2 separate regions of the Sus scrofa genome follow, and region 2 is linked to region 1. A link is a contact called in public Hi-C data. All regions are on one chromosome and are shown on one strand. Each heading gives the region's core, a stretch centred on a gene start, on an enhancer-like site or on the middle of the called end of the contact. The rest is flanking DNA. Distances are from core to core; before and after follow the strand shown. Region 1 has its middle 27 kb from the start of WDR5. Region 2 overlaps LOC102160511 (a long non-coding RNA gene).

Region 1 (6,954 bases), core at 3,457-5,956:
GATGCTGGCTCCCCGCTGAGCAGGGGCAAAGCCGGGGTTACTCCAGGCTAAATAAACAAGAGCACTGGGCAGGAAGGGGGATGGGCAGACCCAGCGCGTCCACCAGCCAGCCCGCTGGTCTGTGAGCTGCGCCTGCGGGGAGCCTGGGGCAGCACCAGGGGGCTGGCTGCTCACCCCGGGGGGGGGGGGGGGGGGGCGGGGGCTGGGACGGCGGCAGCCTGGCCCCAGCCCCCGCCCCGCTTCCTGCACTCAGACCAGAAGGTGGAAGCCTGAGCAGTATCTGTCCCCATGTCCAGGTAGGACCCTCAGTGGGGGCTGGCAGGCCACTCGGCCTCCTAGCTGGCCTGGGGGGTGGCCCTGGCGGTCGCCCAGTTTCCTCCTAGGCCCGACAGGAGGCTTGAAATGAACCCAGGTCCTGCGGAAGGTGAGTCCCTGGAATCGTGAACATAAACGCATGGTTTTGTTTGTTGCTTTTTAGGGCCTCACCTGCGGCACATGGAGGTTCCCAGGCTAAGGGTCCAATTGGAGCTGCAGCTGCGGGCCTCCACCACAGCCACGGCCACACCAGATCGGAACCGCATCTGTGGTCTACACCACAGCCACGGCCACACCAGATCGGAACCGCATCTGTGGTCTACACCACAGCCACGGCCACACCAGATCGGAACCGCATCTGTGGTCTACACCACAGCCACGGCCACACCAGATCGGAACCGCATCTGTGGTCTACACCACAGCCACGGCCACACCAGATCGGAACCGCATCTGTGGTCTACACCACAGCCACGGCCACACCAGATCGGAACCGCATCTGTGGTCTACACCACAGCCACGGCCACACCAGATCGGAACCGCATCTGTGGTCTACACCACAGCCACGGCCACACCGGTACTTAACCCTCTGAGCGAGGCCCCGGATCTAACCCTAGTGCTCATGGCTACTAGTCAGTCTCACTACCGCTGAGCCACAACGGGAACTCAGTAGAGTTGCATTCTTTCTGGAGAGAGAGCAGGCTTCCCTCAGAGTCTAAAAAGCCTATGATGTGACCCCCCCCGCCGCCCGCTCCCCACCCCCAGCAGGGATCTTCCCATTTCAGAGACGCAGGAGCAACCGCCCAAGGTCTCCAAGGGGCTGATGGCAGAGCAGGGCCAAGTCCCAGGTCCTGATCTCTGGGGAGAGGCTGCTTCACTCCACTGTGGGGGGAGGAGGAGTCTGGGCTGGACACAGGATCCAGCAGCTGCCCAGCCTGCCCAGCCCCTCCAGTCTTCACGACAAGCCCGCGTACAGACCGGGAAACCGAGGCTTGGAGACAGCAGTGGGGTAAACAGCGACCCCACATATATAGGCCCCTGGTACCCGTGAACGCAATTTTTGGGGACTAGAAATAGCTTAAGGATCTCGAAAGATTCCCCTGGATTCCTGGGGAGGATCCTGGACTCCCCTGGGGAGGGCGGGGTGGGGGGCGGGCTACGTCCAAGGACCACGTCCTTATAAAAGTCAGAAGAGGAAAGACGACAGGAAGGCAAAGGCAGAGCACAGGCTGGAGATACGGCCACGAGCCCAGGACGCCTGGGCCACCAGCAGCTGAAAGAGTCAGGAGGGACCCTCCCCTGGTGCCTCCAGAGGGAGGGCAGGCCTGCGCCATCTGGATCTCAGGCTTCCGGCCCCCAGAACAGGGAGAAAAGGAATTTCTGTGGTTTTCAGGCCCCTGTCACCACCGGAGCTCTGTTACAGCAGCCGCGGGAGCCTAACGCAGAGAGCTTCACCTGGACACCGCGGGGCTCCAGCCCTGTGACGACCCCAGAGTCTCCACTAAAGACCACCCAGCACCGTCCAGGACGGAGAGCAGATCCGGGCCCTCCCTGCCCTGATTTGATTTCACTTGATTTATTTTTGTCTTTTTATGGTTGCCCCCACGGCACATGGAGGTTCCCAGGCTAGGGGTCTTGAATTGGAGCTGTAGCTGCCAGCCTACACCACAGCCACAGCAACATGGGATCCCACCCACATCTGCCACCTACACCACAGCTCACGGCAACGCCAGATCCTTCACCCCCTGAGCAAGGCCAGGGATCAAACCTGCGTCCCCATGGATAAAACCTGCGTCCCCATGGATACTAGTCGGGTTCATCACCGTTGAGCCATGACAGGAAATCCCCCGTCTCTATTTTAGGGTCGGGTATGCAGCCCACAGCCCTCCTGCAGGAAGGATGCCCCGTAACCCCGGGCCTGTCTTCGCAGCAAGCCCAGGCCCCGTGCGGCTCTCCTGCCCTCTGCTCTGCGGGCGGCTGGGGCCGCAGGGAGCCAGGGACGTGATGGGGTCGAGGCTGAGGAGCCGGAAATAGCAGAGGCTGCTGGAGGCAACAGCAGGGTCACGGAGTCAGGGCAGGATGCTTGGGGGGGGGGTCCAGAAGGAGCCAGGCCAGACCGCCAGCCGCATCCAGGCCTCCCCCGACCTCTACCCCCTCCCCCTCCCCCTCCCCCAGGGGACCCTCTCAGTCACGCCAGCCCCTTGCTGTTCACCAAAAGCCAGGTTAGGGCACGTGACCCAAAGGTGACCCCCCACCCCCACTCTGCCGTCGCCCACCCCGAGCTTCCTCACCGAACCAGATCACCCCTCCCTCGTGGTGCTGGGGAGGCCCGAGCCGGCCCAGAGCTGCCCCCACACCAGCTCAGGGCAAGGAGATGACCGGAGTGGGGCAGCGATGCCCCCACCTCCCTCACCGAGATGCCCAACCCCCCCAGGGTGTCCCCCAGGTGCCCCCCAAGCCTGGGACCTTGAAGTCCATGCCTGGCCCCACTGCTTCTTTCCCAATAAACTCTGCCTGCAGCTCCCAGCCTTGTCTGTCCCTGCCCACCCCCCCGATGAGTTTCCTCAGCCCCTGGAACATTCAGGAACGCAATCCAGGAAGCAGCCGCTCACTGCCAGCCCCCTGCCAGGCCCGAAGCTCCAAGAGGGTGGCCGTGGGCCTTTGGGGATGTCTTCTTGCCGGGGCCAGGGCCGGGGCAGGCAGGACACACAGTAGGACTTCAGGAAGCCCTGGTGCCCGGAATGAGGGCCTCCACAGCCGCTGCTGGGCGGAGTCCCCCATGTCTCCCAGCAGCCTGGCGAGCTGAGCACCGCTTCCGGCTCATCCACAGTGGAGAAGAAAGGCAGGGAGCGGACGGCCTCGGCCCCGGGCCCTGAGGCTCCTCCAGAGTGGGGCCAGGTGTCCAGGCACCGTGGGGTGGCCCCAGCACGATGCCCACCTTGCCGGCCTGCCCAGGGAGGAGGCGCACAGGCAGGAGAAACCAGGCAACCTTCTCACCACCCAGAGCCCGTGCCTCCACCGCCTCCACAGGGCAGCGCTTCTCAAGCCTGGGGTCTGAGGAGCCCCGGGTCCCTGGGGTGCTGTCGGCGCTGCTCCACAGTGACGGGAAGGGCTGGGGAGCAGAACTCTTTCTCTTGGGACTTCGCAGAGCCTTGAGGCTCCACTCTGGCCCTTGGAGGGAACCGTAGGCGGAACTTCCCCAAGTGTCCGGCCATGAGGGGTTTGGCTCTTGGCAGAAGTCTGGTTCCCCGCTAGAGACCGGGCGGCCTGGGCTTTACACCTCCCTGGAGCGGCCTCAAATCCCTCTCCATTCCCTTCTGGCCGGGGTCCTCTCTGAACCTCAGATTCCTCCCCTGTCCCTCGAGAAAGCCACCCCCAGGTCCCCGCGGCAGGAGTCCTGGGTGGAGCACCTGGTTGCAACCTGCCCTCGGAGGCTGGGGCAGCTTTTCGGCCCTACTGGGAGAGGGGCCGAGAGCCCGGGCCGCCCACCCCCTCCCCGGGCAGCCTGTCGGGCAGCGTTTTCTAAACCAGACTCTTCCCCGCCTCGCGTGGAAGGAGGCGTTTCGATGCCCCACGTGGAGGCTCTGTGACTGTTCCATCACCTTGAGTCCCTACCACCCCTGCCAAACTGGACCCATCAGGACCAAGAACCAGGAGGGCTGCACTCCCTCCCCGGACCGGGCTCAGGACCCCGACACGCTGTTCCAGGGCTGCGTGGGCCGGCTGAGGGGCAGGGCGACCGTCCTTTCCACGGTGCTGGAAGCGCTTGCTTTGTCCTCTGGCAGGAGTGTTTTCCGGATTCCAACCGGAAGGATGAGAGCCCACGACCCAGGGGTCACAGCCCGGCAGCCGTTCGGGAGGAGCCCAGATGCCCAGCCAGGGGCCATGGGGGTGGACGCCACGCAGGCAGGCTGGGCTGGGACGGGGGCTGCAGGGCTGACCGTGGCCCTGTGAGGAGCCGGGGGCCGAGCACCCAGCACAGGGGCCCAGACAAGGTGCGAGGCAGTGACTGGTTTAAACAGGCATCTCACACTCCTGCAACCCAGGCCTGGGCGGGCACAGGGACAGGCATTTATGGCCCCATCCCGTCCTCCCTGTCTCTCCAGCCACGGGCAGGACGCCTGGAAGGTGGACGCCCTCCCTCTTCTGTCCACAATCGGCTGCAGGAGCGAGGCTGCCTCTGGAGTCTGTGAGCAGAGCCAGGCAGCCGAGCGGCCCAAGAAACTTCTGGAGTGGAGGTGGGCCGGCTGCTAGGAACCTTAAATATGGCATCTAAGTTTCAGGATGAAAATAAAGAGCCATGAGGGGCGAGCAGCAAGTCTAGCCTGTCAGCAAAGGGACAGAGCGTTGAGTTGATGTATGCAATCCTGGCCACGGAGAGGCAGGACAAGGAAGAGCAAGAACCTAAGAGAGAGACGGAGGAAGCCCTGTGTCTGCATCCCGCCTGGTCCCCCAGCCCTGAGGCTGCCCCCCGCCCAACCGGCCCCAAGGGCCTCGGGATGCTTGCAGGGAGCTGGTCTCGGGATATTTTTATCCCAGAGGAAGGGCAGCCCCGCGCTTGGTCCACGAGGCGCTTCCTGTCCACTGGGGCCATGGGGGCCAGGACCGAACCAAAGCACCCTGGAGGCCGGCCGGCCGGTCACGCAAGAAAGACCTCCGGCCAAACGGCAACCCTGGGAACGTGCGGTCCCCTCCTGCCTCCGCACGTCCGGGGGTCAGCGGTCACCTTATTAATAGCAACCCCTGAGGAGAGGCCTCACCCCTGGAGCGTCAGCGCCCTCCCCGCAGGCTTGGCCGAGCGGCCTGAGGGTGTCCCCCGGAGCAACGGCACAGGGGACATTGCCACCCTGCCCGAAGGCTCCGCAGACACTGCAGAGGAAAAAGCAGGTCTCAGAGAGCACATTTTTCCAGCTGTCCCTTCCCCACCATCAACGTTTCATAGCCAATGAAACAGCACCAAGTCTGTACCTGGGCAGAGCAACAGGCCCCATCCTCGGAAACACCGGAGGAGGCGGGCGGGGTCACCTGGGCCCATTAATGCACAGAGAAAAGTCTGGAAAGTGAGGCACCCTCTCCAGACCCGGTCCACCCTCCCCTGAAAGCAAACCTCTAGACAGAGTCCTCTGGTGCCAGGAAGAATTGTGAGAGATGCTGAAACGGAAGGAAAAAGGAAAAAAGAAAAAGAAAAAAAAAAGACTGCTGATCCTGCCCAGGGCGCTGGTGCCTCGAGGTCATCTCAAAGCTGTCTTACCATGGGAAACGGGCAAAAATGCAAAAAATGTGCCCACGGAAATGGCTGGTTGGTAAGAGGAGGGTTATTTTGCTCCTGTGTGGGTTTTGTGTTTTTCGTTTTTTGTTTTTGTCTTTTTAGGGCTGCACCTGCAGCACAGGGAGGTTCCCAGGCAAGGGGTCGAATCAGAGCTGCAGCTGCTGGCCTGCACCACAGCCCCAGCAACACGGGATCCAACCTTGTCTGTGACCTACACAGCTCACGGCAACACAGGATCCTCAACCCGCTGAGCGAGACCAGGGATCGAACCCGCGTCCTCACAGATACGAGTTGGGTTCGTTTCTGCTGAGCCATGACAGGAACTCCTCCTGTGTGGTTTTAAATGCACATGCATAGAATAGGTGTTCTGTAATGAGAAAAGATGGACTTTTGAAAGAACCAGCACTAGAAAGTGTCCAGGCTACACCTCGATAGAGATTTTCGGCGCCGGGCACCTGTCAGGCACCCCACAGGTCCGATGCTTCCCCACGCAGCCCGCAGCACCTCTGAGTCTCCTGTGCCATCGGGGCCCAGGAGCCTGGGCTCCAGACCCCACTGTGTGTGCTGCTCTGGGGGCACCCCGTTCAGGCATCCTGGAAACGCCCGGAGCCCCGGTTTCTCCACGTGGAAAATGGGACCTTGAAGCCACCCCCACAGAGCCCTCCCTGCGAGCGGTGCCCTGAGCCCCAGCCCCAGCGGGGAGGAACCTGGGCTCATTCCCAAGGCCGCAGAGAGCCAGACTGAGCGAGGAAGGCCGGCTGTGCGTGCGGGGCTGAGCTGAGCTTTAGAGGGGAGGTGCGGGCCCTTCCCCAGCGGCTCCATCAGCAGCTCATCAGCAGCCGGGGGACCCTGAGAGGTGCAAGCCCGCCCCCTGGTGGAGGACAGGGCCCAGTTCCCCACCCACCAAGGGCTGCCTGGCAGCACAGGACGCCCAAGCCTGGGGCGCCCCTCTTCGAGGAGAGCAAAGACAAGCAAGGGGCAGGAACCCACAGCCCGGAGGGCGACCCATAGGCCATGCCAAGGCCAGCGGAACAAGAGCCTGTGGCCAGGGACATCTCAGGTGGCCGATTCCAAAGGCCCCCGTGTGGTGCGATGGCTCTTAGCCGTGGCCTAAGGCTGACCCCCTGAGACCCAGCGGCCACTGTGGAAGTCTCGTGACAGCCCCTGGAGGTTCCAGGGTCACCAAGGCCTTCCGTTCCAAAAGGCAACAAGTCCTCGGGGCTTGTCGCCGTTCCTGGGAATGTCACAGCTTCCGCCTCCCAGCCGAAACTGGAAAGGCCTTGGGGGCCAGCCAGGCAGCAGGCAGAGGCCTGTGCGCTGAAGGTAAGCGGGGCAGGGGCCAGGCTCCCGCACAGCCGCCACCATCCCCACTC
Region 2 (6,995 bases), core at 3,450-5,949, 41 kb before region 1:
GAGGTTCCCAGGCTCGAGGTTGAATCAGAGCCACAGCAGCCGGCCTACACCGCAGCCACAGCAACACAGGATCCAAGCCCCTTCTGCAACCTACACCACAGCTGACGGCAACGCCAGATCCTTCACCCACTGAGCGAGGCCAGGGATCCAACCTGCGTCCTCGTGGGTATGCGTCGGGTCTGTTACCGCTGAGCCACTACGGGAACTCCCGAACTTAGCAGTTTTGAGGAGGGCTGGCCAGGTTTTGGTGGCGTGCCCCTTAGGTGGGGTTTGCCTGGTGTGTTTCTCGTGGTTCGTCCGGCTGGGCGTTGGGTTTTGGGGGAGACCACAGAGGGGAGGAGGGTCCCTCTCACCCCGACGCATCGCGGCTGCGTGCCGTCGCCAGGGTCTGTCACCGGCCACGCGGAGCTTGGAGGTCGTGTCTCCCCGGAGCCCCTTTCCCTTCTCTGCTCTGGTCTCCTGGCCCCTTCATGGGGGCCGCCCATATGGAACCACGCACCTCAGCGATGCCCAGCTAATTCGAGCCTGGGACACCGTAGGTGCCTCATTAACCGTCTCTGAACGGAAAGGAGCAGGGAAATCAACCCTGCGCTGTTGGCCTCGTTAGGAATGAGGTTCTCCCTTGATTGGAATCCGACCCTCGGCTTGTGGTCTAATCAAGCTCAGCTGCTCCCTCCAGCCTGGATGGCTGGCTCGGCTCCCTCATGGCCTGGGGGGCTCCCACGGTCCCCCACTCCCAGCCTCTGCCCCCCACCAGGAGGGTACCCCCAGCCAGAGGGGCTACCAGCTCCCCCACAAACGCCCTATTTTGAACCCCACGGAGACCTCAAAATCACCCCAGCACAGAAAGACCCACAACAATAGAACAGCAAGGGAGGGTTGTGGTCGTGGCTGTCCCCAGCCCCTCCCCGCTCGGCCTCAGGGGCCGGGTCTCTGGAACATTCCACCCCTACCCCACTCTGGCTGCTTTTGTCTGCTGGTCTGGTGTCCATCAAAGCCACGAGCAGCCTTGGAGCCTGCAGGAGGTGGCACCCTGCCCTAGCGACTGTCCCCACCCTGCAGAGAGGTAAACTGAGACGCAGAGAGGGACACGCCCTACATCACGTCCCACAGTGCCCCGTGGAAAGGTGGACTCGAACCCCAGCCCAGCTGCGAAGCACACCGCCTCCCAGTGACTGGGGGCCCCTCTGTTCCATGACCCAGCAAAAGCCGGTCAAGTGGACAGTGGAAGGGGCTTGGCCAGGTCCCAGCGAGCCAGCCACCCGGCCTGGGCAGGTCTGGGCAGGTGGGGGCAGTCTTGTCCCTCAGGTGGTGTGGGCAGAAGCCTCCACCTCCCTCTTCCAGGCGGGGAGGGGCTTGGCATGGGGGGGTCCCCAAACTCTGCTTCTTATTCGCAAGACCTAGGGGGGCTGTTGGAAGGCACGGTTGGGGAGACCCTGGCCAGCCTCACACTCAGGAGCAGGGGGGAAAGCTGGCTGCTGAGTCAGGAAAGCGGGGGTCCTGACAAACACCCGGAGGCTGCCCCCCGCTCTCACCTTCTGTGGCTCCCTACTTCCCCCGAGGGTCCGGATTCTTTATAAGGCCTGGCAGGTGCGCAAGCGCTGCCTGAGGCCCTCGTCAGCCCCCTGACAGCCCCTACCTGCTGTCACGCGGCCTCCACCCTGTCACACCGGCTACGCCTCTGCAGGGCCATCCCCACGGGGATTCTGGTTGCTGCCTCGGGACCCCAAAATGTCCCTACTTTGATCATCGTGTCCATGCAGTTTTTCAAAAGTCCCTCCCAAACAGGGACCGTGTGAAGGCTGCCTAGACCTTGTCAGCTGTTTGGATCCTTAACCCACTGAGTGATGCCGGGGATCGAACCTGTGTCCTTACAGACATCAATCAGGTTCATTACCACTGAGCCACCACGGGAATTCCCTGAATTTCATCTTGAGGCACATGAACCCTGAGGTCAGCATCACGGGATACGGCCCGAAGCAGATACCTTAGTTTTCTTCTAGCAAAATTCACAGCTTCCTGTTTCCCAGATAAAAGACTGAGGCCAGTCAGATCGGGGACAGAGTTGGTTTTGATGAGCTTTGTATGAATAAATCAGAAACAGGCGGAGGAAATACCCTGCAGCCTGCCCACGCCGCCAGGGCTGAAAACCCAGGGGAAACGCATCAAGGGCAGAAGCCCGGGCCAACCCCAGTTCCAGCACCAAGCTCCCTGGGGACCCCACAGGCCGAACACATTCCTGGGATCCAGCAGCTGGCGGGGCGGGGTCCAGGGCGGGAGAGTGTGCGGCCAATCAGGTGCCTGGGGATGAGTCACCCTCAGAGGCAACACCGGGGAGCTCGAGGCCGGAGCCAAGATCAGCGCGGCCGCAGCCCAGACCCTCTCCTGCAAGTCTGCCCGGGCCTCGCTTTACCTGCCCGTCAAGTGGGAGCACTTGCTGGAATGGCCCCAGTGGGGCCACAGAGGCGGCCAGTCTCAGCAGCGCGGGCGTGCGTGCTCTGCGGGGAACGTTGGGGTCACCTACTTTGCACAGGTCGGGTACTAAGAGTATCCGACTCCCAGCCACTGGCCACAAACCTGTTTTCCCTCCGTCCCGGTGACTCAGAGACTTGGAAACCGGGCAACTTGTAGCTGCGCCTGTTGGCATTGCCCAGAGCGGATGCCCCTCGAACCTCCTGGGTGCCCCCCCAACACCCCCCTCGGGCAGGGCGAGCCCGAAGCCAGCTGGCAAACACATCGGCTCCCCAGGCCTGGCTGAGACGGGCACCCCGCTTTCAGGCTGGGTCACAGGTCCAGCAACTGTGTACAGGCTGGGGTGGGGGTGCTTCCACAGCACCAGGGAAGTGGGCAACGGAGGAGAAGAGAAGGAGGGAGGGTGCCGGGGGACCAGGGAAGGAGCCAGGGCCCAAGGGTGCTGAGCAGGCAGGAAAAGGGCGGGAAGCCCAGAGACAGGTCTGACCCAGAACCACAGCCCCCGCCACTCAGGGTGCCAGGCACACTCCTGACCCACCCACCCCCCCCAAGCCCAACTCCCCAGTTTCCAGTGAGGGCAGCGGGGGTCGGGGAGAGGCCTCAGAGAGGAGAGTTACAGCCCAGGAGCAGGGAGCTGGGCTCCCCCAGAAGGTCCCCCAGGGCTGGCACGGAAGTCCCTGGGATGCATGAGGACTCGTCCCCAGACACTGGGAACAAGGGCCACCAGCACCCAGGGCCCCGCCAGCCCCAGGGGCCTGGGTCGCCCACCTGGAGGGACAGGGCCGGGGGTGAAGGGACGGGGGGGGCTCGACAGTGAGGGGTGGCAGCCTCTCATCCGTGGCAGGTTTGCACTCCCACCTGCCAGGGCTCCAGAACTCTCCTTACTCTGAAGGATTCCCTGAGGCCCCAGGGCCACCGCAGATGCCATCAGGGTGGCATCGGCTGTTCACTCACGTATGTTGACATCAGCAGGTGGCCCCCCACGGCTTCCAGCCTCGGCCTCTGAACCCCCTTTAACCCCCGCAGCCCAAGCCTCCATCCCATTTCACACCCCAGGAAACCGGGGCCTCCGCACACCCAGGCCCTGCAGATGCAAGGGTCCCATGCCCCACCCTCGCTCGGCCTGGAGATGCACCTTCGCCCTCATCGTGGGGCTGAGACTTGGTTCCAGGCACCTCCCTGCTGAGAGGCAAACCCTCAGACTTGGGCCCTCAGCGCCCCTCTCCCTGCTGCTTTAGGCCAGAGCCTCAGGCCTGCGGGCGGCATCCCTCAGAGCACCTGCCTCTCCAGGCTGGGGCATCAGGCCTCCAATAACAAAGTCATCAAAAGTTTCTCTCTCGAACCAGAGCACCCTCCTCTTCCGCCACGTTTCCTTTTCACTCTGGCTGCCCGGAGGCTCAGCACCGCATTCAGGGCGCACCGCACCGCCTCTGCTTGCTTCTCCACCCAGCCCTGCCCTCTGGGGTCGGCTGTGCTGGCCCATCCCCTGTCTGTCTTCTTTGATATGCATGAGTCCCTGGCAAACCTCCTTGGACCTGGGCCCTCAGACCTTGAACTTGCTCTGCTGAAGCTTGCAGCAGTGGCGCTGTCTCCACCAAGGCTGATGTCCAAACAGGCCACGCGTGGGCTCAGCGGGCAGTAGGTCCTAAGGATGCAGGCCTGGGGGAAAGGAGGGGTGAAGGGAGAGGACAGGGAGTGCCCAGCGCCCTTGCCGACGAGGCTTGCTGGATGTCCGTGGGAGGTTGTTGCAAAGGCTAGAAACCGGAGGGGCTGGAGGCCGTGGCAGTGGGCAGAGGAAGGGTCTCCAGGAAGAGGCCAGGACCAAGGTCAGGCTCCAAACGACCAAGAGCCGGGTGGGGAACGGTCCCCAGAGGGCCTGCCCGTCCCCCCACAGGACAGCTCTGCTTTTCTCTCAAACCAGGACCCCCAGAACCCAGGTTTAAGCAGCTGTCCCCTTTGGGCTCCAGTACCCCCTCTGTGGCCATCTGTGGGGCAGGTCCTGGGGACCGAGGGGTCACCTGGCCCCTGCCGGTGGGGAAGCACTGTCTCTGGGGGAGGCAGCCGGCATTGGCCTCCAGAGGGGACGGAAAAGAAACCCCCCCTGTCCCCATAGCTCCAACCCTGTGTCAGGGAGCAGCTGAGCGGGGGGCGCAGTCCCCAGACTCGGGTCCCTCCGCCCGCCTAGCTTACAAGGCAGTCATGATAAAACAGGGCCTGTTCCGTCAGCAGCACAATGGCCCGCGGAGACTGAGGGGGTGGCTTCACGTCACCCCCGTGCTGGTTCCCAGGCACAGTGTTCCCTGGGGACCCAGCCCGGGGGTGCGGGCGGCCCAGGTTCAAGGGCACACGTCCCACAGGAGGCGGAGCCCAGCTGGCCCTTTAAGAAGGCCGGGGGCCGCTGCTGGCACAGCGCACAGCTGGCCCAGCGCAGAGACGGCACGTTCCTGATCCTTCTGGAAGGCTGAGTTGGAAAGGAGACAAAGTGTCCTTGCTCAGCTCAGTAAACAAGCCTGAAGTGTTTTGAAAGCCTCTGCCGATGTAAATGACTGTGAAATAAATGTAAGAATTGCAAAAGGCGGGCCAGCTGCAGGGGGTGGGGGAGCGTGGGCGGGAGGAGGGCATCCAGGCAGCCGCTGCCCGGCTCCGGCTGGGTCTGGGCTCGGGGCCTGGGCTCGGGGCCCGGCCCGCGTGCGCAGATGTGGGGGCTGCACGTCTGCCTCCCAGCAAGGGTCTGTGTAGGTACGCACCTCCCGGGAGCAACACAGAGGGTGGAAGGGCCCGAGGGTGTTTTTGCGTGCGTGGGCGTGCCCCCGTGTCTGTGCGTGTGCCTGGGGCAGGTGTGTCTGCACACACAGAGCGCACGCGTGTGGAACACAGCCGCTCCCCCAGCTGGGAGACACAGGTGAGCCCCACCCCTGGAAGGGAGCCCCGCTCCCCTGGGAGCTAATTAAGACCCGGCATCTGAAGGTGAGACGTGGGCAGGCGCCGCAGCCAAGGTGGGCCTGGCGGGAAGGCCTCCCAGCTCATCCAGGAGGGTTTCACGCCGCAGTGATGATGCCGAGGGCATAGGCGCTCCCGTGGGGCTGGGGAGGCGCTGGGGGAGCCGCGCCCTCAGACGCCAGAGGATCTAGCCCAGCTCACCACTCCACGCTCTGTCCACCCCAGACTCAGTTTCCTCCTCGGGAAAATGGGCAGATGAGCGCCTCTCCCCAGGAAGTCGTGCGGGCGGAAGGAGCACGGTCAGGTCAGGCCCTGTTCTCTGACTGCCTTGAACCTTCAGCCTCACCCCGGGGACGAGGCAGATGGCGTCACCTCCTCCTGGGATCCCCGCCCCCCACGATCCCACCCCCCAGCCCACCATCCCTCCCTCTCCTCACTCAGGAGCCTTGAGACCTGGCAGGCAGCCCGACGCAGGGCCGGCCGCTGGAGAAACACACTGCCCAGGCTGGCTCGCCCTGGAACAGGGCCATCAGGAGGCGCCACAATGCGGGAAAGACACACGGTGGCCGCAGGACCTTGGTGGGGCGTCGGGCAGGCCCGGGGCGTCAGGTGGACAGTGAAGGCTTCTGGAGGAGACTGTGCCTGAGGCCGGAAGGATGGGGGGAGCCAGGGTGAAGGCGAGGCAGCCTGGAGAACCAGCTAGAACAGCAGCCGGTACACAGTAGGTGCTCAATTAATTAAGCACACAGTTGGTGCTCAATTAACGCCTGTCGACTACGTAAATAAACCAAGGAGAGGCAAGAGCAAGCTGACACCAGAGAGGGAATGTCCCTCTAAGGTCACAGTGTCCACTGTTTTCTGGCCCCACGGCTCTGCGCACCCCCCACCGCCGAGAGGCTGGCTGGTGCCCCCAGGCCCGACGCCCAGTTGGGGCTGCCCTCCCACCGGCCACTCCTCTCCAAGTGTTGTGCGCACCTCCTGAGGCTCGGAGCTCACCCCCAGGAGCCACTGTGTCCTCAGCTAGGGAGCCAGAAACGGCCAATTCCCTGAATTCCTGCCCAAACCGCAGGGCGGCCCGGGAGGCAGAGGAGTGCTCCTGCTTGGCCGCTGCAGGAGGCGCCCCGCCAGGAGGCCCATTTGGGAAACCGGGCAGCTGGGAGGGGCTGCGGGGGCGTGGGGGCAGCAGCTGCCAGCCAATGCCTGCACTGCCAGGCCGTCCACCCCTCGGGCTCCCGGCGGCTGATGGCGGGGGGATCCCTGGCAGCGGAGCCTCTGGGTACCTGTGGGCCAAACCACTCAGAAACCACAGGCCAAATGAATCCACTTTCTAAAGTGCCAGGGAGAGTGGGGGACACCTGGGGTTCTGTTCCAGCCGCCCCGCCAGGACAGCTAGGGCAGCAAAGAGTAGGAGGGGGACACACCCTGCGCCGCCCCCAGGGCTGGGTCCCCTGCCTACTGTGGGCATTGGGCCACGCGTTCAGAACACCCTCTCGGATGTCCAGCGCCGGTCCTGGCCCGAGGGGTCTGCCTACGCCCAGTGTGCCCTCCCCCTTTCCGGGAAAGTGGCCAGGGCACCCAGTACT

Evidence for each region. A called contact is a pair of places that touch in the nucleus more often than the background predicts.
Region 2: a Hi-C map of retroperitoneal adipose tissue shows a contact between it and region 1, with 2.3 times the contacts expected there. The contact joins two enhancer-like sites. A contact is called at or near these places in 1 of 5 promoter capture datasets (liver), 11 of 47 Hi-C or Micro-C datasets (embryonic fibroblasts, heart right ventricle, liver and 4 more) and 1 of 2 datasets of contacts at active chromatin or transcription factors (skeletal muscle).

The regions. Positions count from the first base shown.
Region 1 is chr1:273,583,798-273,590,751 of Sscrofa11.1, reverse strand. No RefSeq gene overlaps it. Among named protein-coding and RNA genes, the nearest start is that of WDR5, 27 kb to the right of the region's middle. Within about 2 kb of position 4,706, at least 6 of the 83 cell types and tissues checked have an H3K27ac peak or open chromatin away from gene starts, as enhancers often do. A contact at or near this core is called in retroperitoneal adipose tissue, where this site is marked.
Region 2 is chr1:273,624,860-273,631,854 of Sscrofa11.1, reverse strand. It overlaps LOC102160511 (a long non-coding RNA gene), which reads left to right. Exons shown (of 3, transcript XR_002338168.1): 1 at 1-5,031; 2 at 5,638-5,716; 3 at 5,854-6,995. Among named protein-coding and RNA genes, the nearest start is that of WDR5, 68 kb to the right of the region's middle. Within about 2 kb of position 4,699, at least 33 of the 83 cell types and tissues checked have an H3K27ac peak or open chromatin away from gene starts, as enhancers often do. A contact at or near this core is called in retroperitoneal adipose tissue, where this site is marked.